Regions from separate parts of the Gossypium hirsutum genome. Here all the other regions are linked to region 1. The links are chromatin contacts, called in public Hi-C maps. All regions are on one chromosome and are shown on one strand. Each heading gives the region's core, a stretch centred on a gene start, on an enhancer-like site or on the middle of the called end of the contact. The rest is flanking DNA. Distances are from core to core; before and after follow the strand shown. Region 1 has its middle 14 kb from the start of LOC107914453. Region 2 holds the start of LOC107914459 (probable carboxylesterase 18). Region 3 holds the start of LOC107914458 (T-complex protein 1 subunit gamma).

The links. Hi-C and Micro-C count contacts between places; a contact is called where the count stands out from the background.
Region 2: a contact with region 1 is called in a Hi-C map of fibers, with 2.3 times the contacts expected there. The contact joins the promoter of LOC107914459 here to the enhancer-like site in region 1. A contact is called at or near these places in 3 of 34 Hi-C or Micro-C datasets (fibers, hypocotyl and leaf).
Region 3: a Hi-C map of leaf shows a contact between it and region 1, with 4 times the contacts expected there. The contact joins the promoter of LOC107914458 here to the enhancer-like site in region 1. A contact is called at or near these places in 8 of 34 Hi-C or Micro-C datasets (fibers, leaf and petal).

Annotation. Positions count from the first base shown.
Region 1 is chrD10:16,398,528-16,401,878 of Gossypium_hirsutum_v2.1, reverse strand. No RefSeq gene overlaps it. Among protein-coding and RNA genes, the nearest start is that of LOC107914453, 14 kb to the left of the region's middle. Within about 2 kb of position 1,653, at least 8 of the 9 cell types and tissues checked have an H3K27ac peak or open chromatin away from gene starts, as enhancers often do. A contact at or near this core is called in fibers and leaf, where this site is marked.
Region 2 is chrD10:16,230,982-16,234,332 of Gossypium_hirsutum_v2.1, reverse strand. LOC107914459 (probable carboxylesterase 18) reads right to left here and starts at 1,875. Exons shown (of 1, transcript XM_016843379.2): 1 at 65-1,875. The coding sequence starts at 1,284. The coding sequence ends at 271.
Region 3 is chrD10:16,270,621-16,273,971 of Gossypium_hirsutum_v2.1, reverse strand. It overlaps LOC107914458 (T-complex protein 1 subunit gamma), which reads left to right and starts at 1,877. Exons shown (of 13, transcript XM_016843378.2): 1 at 1,877-2,072; 2 at 2,160-2,221; 3 at 2,473-2,545; 4 at 2,669-2,736; 5 at 2,826-2,895; 6 at 3,136-3,204; 7 at 3,293-3,351. The coding sequence starts at 2,048. It overlaps LOC121222156 (a long non-coding RNA gene), which reads right to left and starts at 632. Exons shown (of 2, transcript XR_005919179.1): 1 at 359-632.

The DNA.
Region 1 (3,351 bases), core at 404-2,903:
ATTGTTCATTATTTTTTGTGATTAGTGTTACACAATCCAATTTTTATACGAATTCACCCATGACACTCCCGAGACCTAAAAACAAAATTCAATTCATCAACTTAGTGATGATTCGCAAAATTAAATTAAATAAACGTATAACACGCAGCGCCCTTAATCAATCCCCCAAACACAATCGAACCCTTACTGAAGAAAGAACAACAACCAAGTGATTCAAATTGCTGGAGGGACGCCAACCGACTTACCACTTTCTCCTAAAGTTCATTTAATTTAGTACGATACACAAAAACCCAAAAACACAGACTTCCCAAAAACTACCCACAATAATTCCAATTAAAAGAACAAATAAGGACAAACGAACATTACCTTCACGAACTGAAAACCAAATAATACAAATAGGCTCAAGAACAACTATAACCGTAGCAAATGATTAAGGAGGCTGCAAGAACAAAAGGAGAAATAATGGCAGAATAGGGAACCAAAATATTAAAAGAAAAATAAAACAAAGAAAATAAAAGAAAGAAAAAGATAAATAAAGAAAAGATTGAGCAAAAGGCAATAGCAAGAAAATTGAAGTGACGGCGTGAATGTGGGTGGAAAAAAATGTGAATTTGTTTGTTTTCAAACAAAATAACGATATCAAGTTTATTTCCTAAACATAGGCAGCAAAATTAATCCCACTACCTAACAATTATCTGAAAAAGAGTTTAAATTTAATTAAAACTCATCAACCACCTTGACAAAAAGAATAAAAACAATCCTTATGCTTACAGAGACTCGAACACAGAACCTTAAGTGGATACACCAAATATTTAACCACCTAATTAGTACACATCACATGGAAAAGCCCAAGAAAACTAAATTTTAGCAATTTGGGGCGTTACAACAAGAGGAAAGGAAAATGACAGCTTTTAGGGATACACTAAAAGGAGTGTGATTTAAGCGACTTAAGTTTCTCAAGCCATTGGTTCATGTGGGAGAAAGGTCGATTGGCTAGAAATAATATAAAAGAAAGGTTGGATAGAGGTGTGGCCAACAGGGAATGGTGGGCACGTTTTCCAAATTATTCATTACAACATCTTAACCATAGTTTTTCAGATCATTGTCTATCTTTTAGATACTTTAGGGAATCGAAGGGTCAATGGCTTGCGAAGAGAGGCGTCGTTCCGTTTTAATGTAGATTGGGCACTAGAAACTGATTTTGATAAGCAAGTTAAGACGGTTTGGAATTCGAACAACATGGAACTTCCAGGAAAACTTGAGTTACTAGGACGATCCTTAAAAGAATGAGCTAGAACGAATAGAGGGAAGAAACATAAAAGAAGAGAGGAATTGACCCGAAGACTAAACCAGCTAAACGAAGAAGATCCAGATGATGATCACTTGGCAGAGATCACAGAAGTTAAACTAAAGCTGAACATGGAAGCTGACAAAGAAGAAATTTATTGGGAGCAACGAGCGTGAGAAAACTAGCTTAGGATGGGTGATCGCAATACATCTTTCTTCCATAAGTTTGCAAGTCAACATAGGAAGAGAAATTTAGTGAAGGGCCTTAAAGACAAAAATTGAAGGTGGGTCGAAAGGGAGGAGAAATTAATTGGGCTTGCAACAAGGTACAAGAGAAATTTAGTGAAGGGCCTTAAAGACAAAAATTGAATGTGGGTCGAAAGGGAGGAGAAATTAATTGGGCTTGCAACAAGGTACCTTATGGACCTATTCTCATCTAAAACAACCCGTAGTTGTAAAAATCTTCTAACGAAAATCCAACCATACATTCCTAATAGTTTGAATGAGGAACTTTTTGCCAATTTCAAAGAGGAAGAGTTGGTAGAAGTGTTAAAATCTATGGCTCCTCTAAAAGCCTCAAGGAAGGATGATTTTCCTGCTTTCTTTTATCAAAAATTTTGGCACATAGTGGAAAAAGATGTAACAAAGTTTTGCTTAGAAATTTTAAATAATCATAAATAAATTAGAGAGGTGAAGAAAATAAATATCGTTCTCATTCTTAAAGTTTCGGTGCCTAGAAATGTGGGACAATTTTGACCTATTAACCTTTGTAATATCCCATATAAGGTAATATCAAAAGCAATTGTTAATAGATTCAGGAATGCCCTTAATTATTGTATTGAAGAAACTCAATGAGCTTTTGTGCTAGGAAGAAAAAGTACTGACAACATCCTTGTGGCATATGAATTATTGCATTCATTTAAAAAGAGAAGATGTAGTAAAAGATTTTTTACTCTAGAATTAGACATAAGCAAGGCTTATAAAAGGGTTGAATGGAAATTCGTAAAAAAAATGATGAGAGGTTTTAGCTTTTGTGAAGCGTGGATATCTTTAATTATGCGATGTGTTAACAATGTTTCTTATACGGTGATGCTCAATGGAGGAAAAAGAGCCAAGTTCAAACCCTCAAGAGGCTTAAGACAAGAAGATCCACTAAGTCCATATTTATTTATCATTTGTGTAAAAGGATTTTCAAAGCTGCTCAACATACCAAAAGAGAAAGGAAAATCGATGGGGCAAATGTGGGAAGAGGGGGACTATCAATAACCCACTTATTCTTTGCTGACGATAGCATCCTATTTTGGAGGGAAACTAAAGAAAGAATCTTAGAAACAAAGGCGGTGATGAATGAATATGAAAGGATTTCTAGACAAATAGTAAACTTCGATAAATCCTTAATATATTTTAGCAACAATATCAATGAAGAAACCAAGTTGCAATTAGGAGGAGAATTGGGAGTTAGAATTGCCAATAATATGGAAAATTACCTGGGGTTACCAACAATGGTAGGACGATGTAAGAAGAATGCTTTCGTTGAAATCAAGGAGAGATTTTTGACGAAAATAAAAAGCTAGAGTATCCGTAATCTATCAATAGGAGGGAAAGAGGTTTTTATTAAATCTATTTTACAGGCTATCCCAATCTACGCAATGCAATGTTTCAATTTGCCAATTTTAATGTCGAGATTTAGAAGTTTTATTATGCAGATTTTGGTGGCACAACCTAAAAACTAATCACAGAATAATTAATTGGTGTAATTGGAAATCATTATGCACCCCAAAGGCGCAAGGGTGTATTGGTTTTAGAGATCTTTCAATGTTTAATAAGGCTTTGTTAACAAAACAAGGGTGGAAGTTGATTACCAATCCCACCAGCCTATTGGCTCAAGTAATGAAAAGTAAATACTATCCGAGGAGCGATTTCATGAGTGCAGGTTTAGGTTTTTACCCCTCCTTTAGCTCGCGAAGCATTTGAGGCGCTTGAGACATTCTGGAAAAAGGTATTTGGTGGTGGATCGGGGATGGTAAAACAGTTAATATATGGAATGACTCGTAGATTGCATAC
Region 2 (3,351 bases), core at 626-3,125, 170 kb after region 1:
TTTCTTCTGTCAATTGAGAGTTGTTCAAGTGAAATTAATTTATGTTATTAAAAATTTCACCAAATTCTATAAAAATCTTCCATTCAACCAAATAAAAATAAAAGGCAAAACAAATTACCAAGTGGATTTGGGAAATGAAGGTTGCTAAGAATATCTTAGTGCCTGCAAATTGAGATAACCAGACAGCCTAATAAGAACTATTACTTTCACCTCTCAACTCACACATTTTTTTAAATATATATATGTGGATACTAATACCTTCTGAAATGGTCAATTTTGTTGTGGGAGTTGGGGTTTACTGCAACAGTTGTTCATGAAATCTTTGATCTGCAATATTAACTGGCCAGATTCTTGCAATTCTGGGAATATGTAGAAGGCGTGAATCATGGTTGGAAATTCCATCAATGTTGCTTCTTTCCCGCATGCTTTTAACCATTCATAGTACCTCTTTTGCCAATCTTTCAACGGGTCAAATCCACCCACCACCACCATCGTCGCCGGAAAATCCACCCCGGATATATCATCAGCGTTCGGTCCGCTTACATTCACGGCTTTGTGATCACGGTTCGAACCTTGGGGCAAGAATGACTTCCAGCAATAATCGGCTCTCGGAACTGACACCAGGAATGCATTCGCTAGCTCTTCTTCCGCCGCCGTTCTTTCCTCTCCGCCGAAGAATGGTTGAATGCAAACGAGTCCCATCACCTTCAATGTTTCAAACCCAGCTCCGCAAGCCCGGACTGCTACGTGGTGAGCGATGTTGCCGCCTGCGCTATCTCCGGCTAGGAAACACCGTGATAAGTCAGCGTTTTCCGGTAAGACTGTGGCGAAGTTGTCGTTTAAAAACTTAAGAACGTCGAATCCGTCGTCGTATTGAGATGGGTAGATATGTTCGGGAGCTAGACGGTAATTGACGGAGACAACGAAAGCAGGAAACTTACGGGCGAACCTACGACAAACGGCGTCGTACGCCTGGGATGCGGGGCTGAGGAAGGTGAATCCGCCGCCATGGAAGAAAACGACAACGGGAAGGAGGAGATCGGAAGGGAGGGAAGGAGAGAAGAGGCGAAACCAGAGATTGCGGGAAGCATCGACGGTGGGGTCAGAAGAAGAGACGGAGTTAGAAGGCTTGGGATTAGGAGGGGCTTGGTAGTCGAGTAAGCGGAGGAGACGGCGGTTGACAGAGCCATCGGAGCGGCAGGAGGCGTCAGTGACGGCGGAGATAAGGGAGATGAAGACCCTAGTCTTCAAAGGGAGGGAGGGCTTGGTACGTTGAGGCGCCATGTTTTTGGGGTTTGGACAAAGGTTTACTTAAAGGAGGAAAAAGTTGCGTCAACGGAAAAGAAAGAACGCAGTTATGAGTCGCCCAACTACCCTGCTCACCATTGAAACTACAATGTGGAATTTATCCTTGAATTCGGGTGCCATGCGCTGTGCGTGAGCTATCTCATTTAAAGCCGTGTGCTATGTTTGTTCAAAGTAACAAATGGGCAAGTTTTAGGTTCGCAGATTCTGATATTTAGTTTGGGAGTTGATTACATAATTAACTTTACAACATTGTTATAACTTTTTCAGTTAAACCTGTGCAATACAGAAATATAGAGGACATTCAACCTCGATTTCTGAAAGCAGCAGCAGCATTCAACATCCCCTTGCCTGTATCCCAATTTATTACAACAGAGCAGCAAGTGTATCGATGTATGTATGGGCAGATATTAGCAATATCTCAACTTCAACGCAAGTTTCAATAATTCAATCATTATTTTTTTCATTTTTAGTTTTGATGGGATGATCCTGAATGTCTTCCTCTTTGGGTTATTTTTTAATTCCAAAAAAATAATGAATTTTTAGATTTTTTTAAGAGAAATTTTTAGAAGTTTATGTTTTTTTTTTCTTTTGCAATTTTTATGATTTTTTTTTAGTTTTTAGATATTGTAAGGAATTTTAGTTTTTATGCACGCGGCAGAGTTTAATTCGCAAAGGGTTTTTTTAAGGGAAACTATAGACGGGGGTAACAAGGTAAACGCAAGGAAAGTATAGGGATCAAAATAACCATTTTTTATTTTTATTTTTGAGGTATCAAACTAAGAGTTTGTGTATAGTACAGGGAACAATTTGAATTTTTAAAATTTCTGAATTTTTTTTATTTTTTTAAAATTTTAAATTATTTATTGATATGATTTATAAGATAAAATAGTTCATTTATATTATTAATAATTTTAATAATAAATAATTGAAATTGTATAAAAAATTCATATATTTGTATTTTATTGTATTAAAGTTTTTGTAAAAATATTATTAATATTAGTATTATTTGTATAAAATTATTTAATAATAAAAATTATTTTTGATTGATACCAATTTCATAATAATAAATTTTATATATTTATTAAATTACTATAAAAATCAAAATAATATATATTTCATATAACGAAAAAAAGAAGAGTTTTTTTACCAAATAATATAAAATAATAAAATAAATACTGAAATAAGATAATGACCCTAAAATTTATTAATCTAGGCAAACTCAACCCGCATGTCCAATCGGCTATACCCCTCTCTCCTGCCACTGATGATTGAAGCAATCATCACATTTAAAAAAATAATTTTTTTGAGTGCCACCTGAGCAATGAGTGACACCAATATTTTAGACCCAGAAATATACTTGAAAATACACTAGAAATACCAAAAAATAAAACAAAAATATTATTTTTTATTGGTGCAGCGATGTGTCAAGTGGCACCCAAATATTTTATAATAAATTTTATTTTTTTGTAAAAGTAAAAAAATTAACACCCATTGGAACCCGAACCCGTGATCTACAGGTCTGGGTTCCAGTACCAATTATTTTATATATCAATTTTTTTACTTTCTGTTTAAAAATATATATATAATAAAAAATAATATTATGAATATTATAAAAGGGGGTTGGTTTGGTCCCCCAACCCCCTACAGATACCGAGAGGAATTTTTTTTTCAAACAAACAGAGTTGGAGGTCCCCCTTCACCAAAAATAAGAAGAACGAAAAGGTTAGTGTATTTAGTTAGTTGGTTATTTTTTATTAGTATAATTGGTTATTATTTTAGTAGTAATTTATTTGTGTTAAAAGTGTATTTAGTGTTAAGGTTAGTACTAAGATGCTTGGTTGCATTTTTGTAGTTTCAGAAAAAAGTGGAGAATCAATTTTTTGCAGTTATTCATTTCGATGGTATTATTTTAGAAATAAGCGTTGGTTGTATTTTTGAAACTCGCCAAAAAATAAGAATAATATTTAATAGGAATGTTCCATTGGCGATATGAAAGAGAAGGTCAGTGAAAAAATTTCCCGGCGTCGTGGAAGGAGGATGGCG
Region 3 (3,351 bases), core at 628-3,127, 130 kb after region 1:
CTATTTTATAAGAATTCTGCTATCGGATTTTTATGACCTTTCAACACTCAAAAATTCATATCTTTTAAAATACAAATCGAAATCAATCTCTGTTTGTTCTAAACGGAATTAGACTGATGCACGGGTACAAAAATGCATAGATCACTTCTTAATTATTTTTACAGAATTTATGGTGAATTTTCAAACTTAATGTTCATGTAATAATTTGTTTCTAGTAGATTTCACAATTAAGTTTTTAGCTTCATTTTAAATCATCCAAACAAGATTTCCACCCAAAGATATATAACATGCATGCATTATCACACAAGCATCATATTTATGACTTATCAAGAAGTATAGGAGAGTTAGAGGGTACCACCTTGATGGAAGAACACCAACAAAGTTTCTTGCTTAGCTCTCCAACACTATGCCTTTACCCTTAGCTTTAGAAGATTCACCACCCTCTTTAACTTCTTTGAGATTTGGAGGATGAAAAAAATGGTGAGAACTCACTCAAATCTCTCTCCCTTCCTTTACATGACTTGTTAAGGAAAAATGGATGGAGAAAAGAAAAAAAATGAAGAACTGTAAAAAGAAAAAAAAACAATAGGGTGACTATAATATAGGGGAAAATAGGAACAAATCCACTTTATCCCATACCTCAATCTACCAAACCATCTTTTCTACCAAACCATCTTTTCCCATTAATTTGGGAGAAAACTTTTATCCAAAAATGGTAAAATCACCATATTAGCCATCCATCTTCCCCCTACTTCACACAAGCTTCCCAACATCCTTAATTTCTTATAAAAAGGTCCAAAATTTACCCAAATTAATTCCAACAAAACCCAATCCCAAAATAAATTTATCCATCACCAACCCAAGTTAACACTCAAACGTTAACTCGAGAATTTGGGGTCGTTACCTATCAAACTTCAAAATTATAATTATTATATTTACTCTAATAATTTATTTATTAATATATTTTTATACTATACGTTGATAATGACCATAATAATAATCGCAAAGCAATAAGAAAGAAAAATAAGAACACACAAATTTTACATAGAAAACGCTTTTCGGAAAAAAACCACGGGCAGAGGAGGAGAAATTCACTAATATTGAAAAACAATAATACAATTAGTTTTCGACTACACATATTTTAAGGGTTAAACAACCCTGTTATAATTAATGTCTAATAGAATAAGTACAGTCCTATACGCATTCAACTTGTGCGACATGGTTTGTATCGCGAGGGCTCGGCCCAGCACCTTTGGTCATACCCCCAGTTGAGTTTAGTGGTTTATGGGGATTTATGGGGGCAAAGGATCGAGGGTCAAACTTTCTATTTATTAATTTTTTTAATAAGTGAGTTGCACCTTAAACTTTTCAGGTCGGATCAAACGAGATTTAGGTCACACAACTCTAATAATTAATTATGGTTAGTGATGCAATAATTTTTCATGAATTATTATAATTATGATTTAGAAATTTATTTCAACGTTCTATAGTTACTTATTTATATAAAAATTATAATAATTTATCATAATTTTATGAATGAGACTAAAAAAATAAATTCTATAATCAAGACAAATTAGTGAAGTGTACTTCTAAATAATTATACATTCGGTGAACCAAATATTTAAACCTTATAAATTACAGCTAAATAAACCAAACATAATAATATAATATCCATTTGTAATTTTACAACTCGACAATCCTATTAGGAAATATAATTTTAAACCAAAATACCAAATGCTTTTTTTTACAATTATCATTATAATCCTTAAGCAACCCAATTTACAAGAGCGAAAACACAAAAGCAAAGAGAACAGGAATTGGGCCTCTCGGCCGAGAACACAAAAGAAGCCCATAATGGGAGCTCATTTTTCAAATCTCCCCTTCCCAATTTCCCCTTAAAATAAACGAAGAGAAAAAAGTGGGGGAAGAGAGGGTTCATTGTTGTAGTAGGGTTTTTCACTGAGAAGAAACTAGAAACTTAGAAACCCTTTGCAGATTTGTTTGTTTTCAACAGTTTTAAGCTCTAATACTAACGAAATCGTAAATCATGCACGCCCCGGTTCTCGTTCTAAGTAAGTTTCTTTCCTTTCCTTTTCTTTTAATGCATTTCAATCTCAAATGGAGCTTTTAGATTCTAAAACCATCATTGAAATACGCAGAGGATTCGTTGAAACGGGAGTCTGGGACGAAGGTTCACCATGCTAACATCCAAGCCTCCAAGGTCTTTCATTTCTTTCGTTCTTTTTTTTTTTAAAATTTATTATGTTTCTACTTATTTTTTATATTAATCTGAAATGAAATTGCCGAATAAGCTGCTCAAATTTTAAAAACAATGTAAACCCAGTTTCTGTTCCTTAGTTCTGAGTATGGGCTTCATCTATCTAAGAAATCAGGCATCTACATGCTTTGGATCTTGAATTTGATTTTCATTTGTTGTCTGTCCAATGTTCACTTAACCAAAAACCTTTACAGGCTGTTGCTGACATTATTCGAACAACATTGGGTCCTCGATCCATGTTGAAAATGCTCCTTGATGCTTCTGGAGGTAATGCTTTTTAGCCATTTTCCGTGCAGCTGTTTTTCGATTTCCCAAAAACATTTTATTACCCTTTAAATGCACTCTTGTTCAACAGCAATGAAGTTTTTATATGGTTTTGGTTTCTACCAGGTATTGTTGTCACTAATGATGGAAATGCTATCCTACGCGAGTTAGATCTTGCACATCCAGCAGCAAAGGCATGTTATTCCACTATGCTTATCTATTTGCTTTAGCATGTGAATGCCCTTTTCATTCTTTCTTATCTTTTTGTGGTTGCTCTTGGCAGTCAATGATTGAATTGAGCCGTACCCAAGATGAAGAAGTTGGAGATGGAACAACATCTGTCATTGTTCTTGGTATATCTTTATACAGCAGAATGCTGTTTATGTGCCATGTTTGATATTTTTTAACGTAGTAGTTACTTATCCAGTTTTATTCTTTTATCTATAAGATGTTTTTTTTGAAGAACTGGTAAAATTTTCAGAAGCTCAATGGAATTTTAATTGCTATGGGTTCATGTGTTTATCCATGATTTAATCAACATGTTAGGATCCAATTTCCTTTAGTACTTATATTTGGTGTACTTTTTGGTGCAGCTGGTGAGATGCTTCATGTTGCAGAAGCCTTTATTGAGAAAAATTATCATCCTACGGTTATTTGTCGAGGTAATGTAACTTAGAAGCGCTGCTAGGTTCTTAACCTCTGCTTTTGAACCATAAATTAGCATTGAATGAAGAATCCTTTCATTTGCAGCATACAATAAGGCTTTGGAGGATGCTATTGCCGTGCTTGACAAGATTGCAATGTCTATT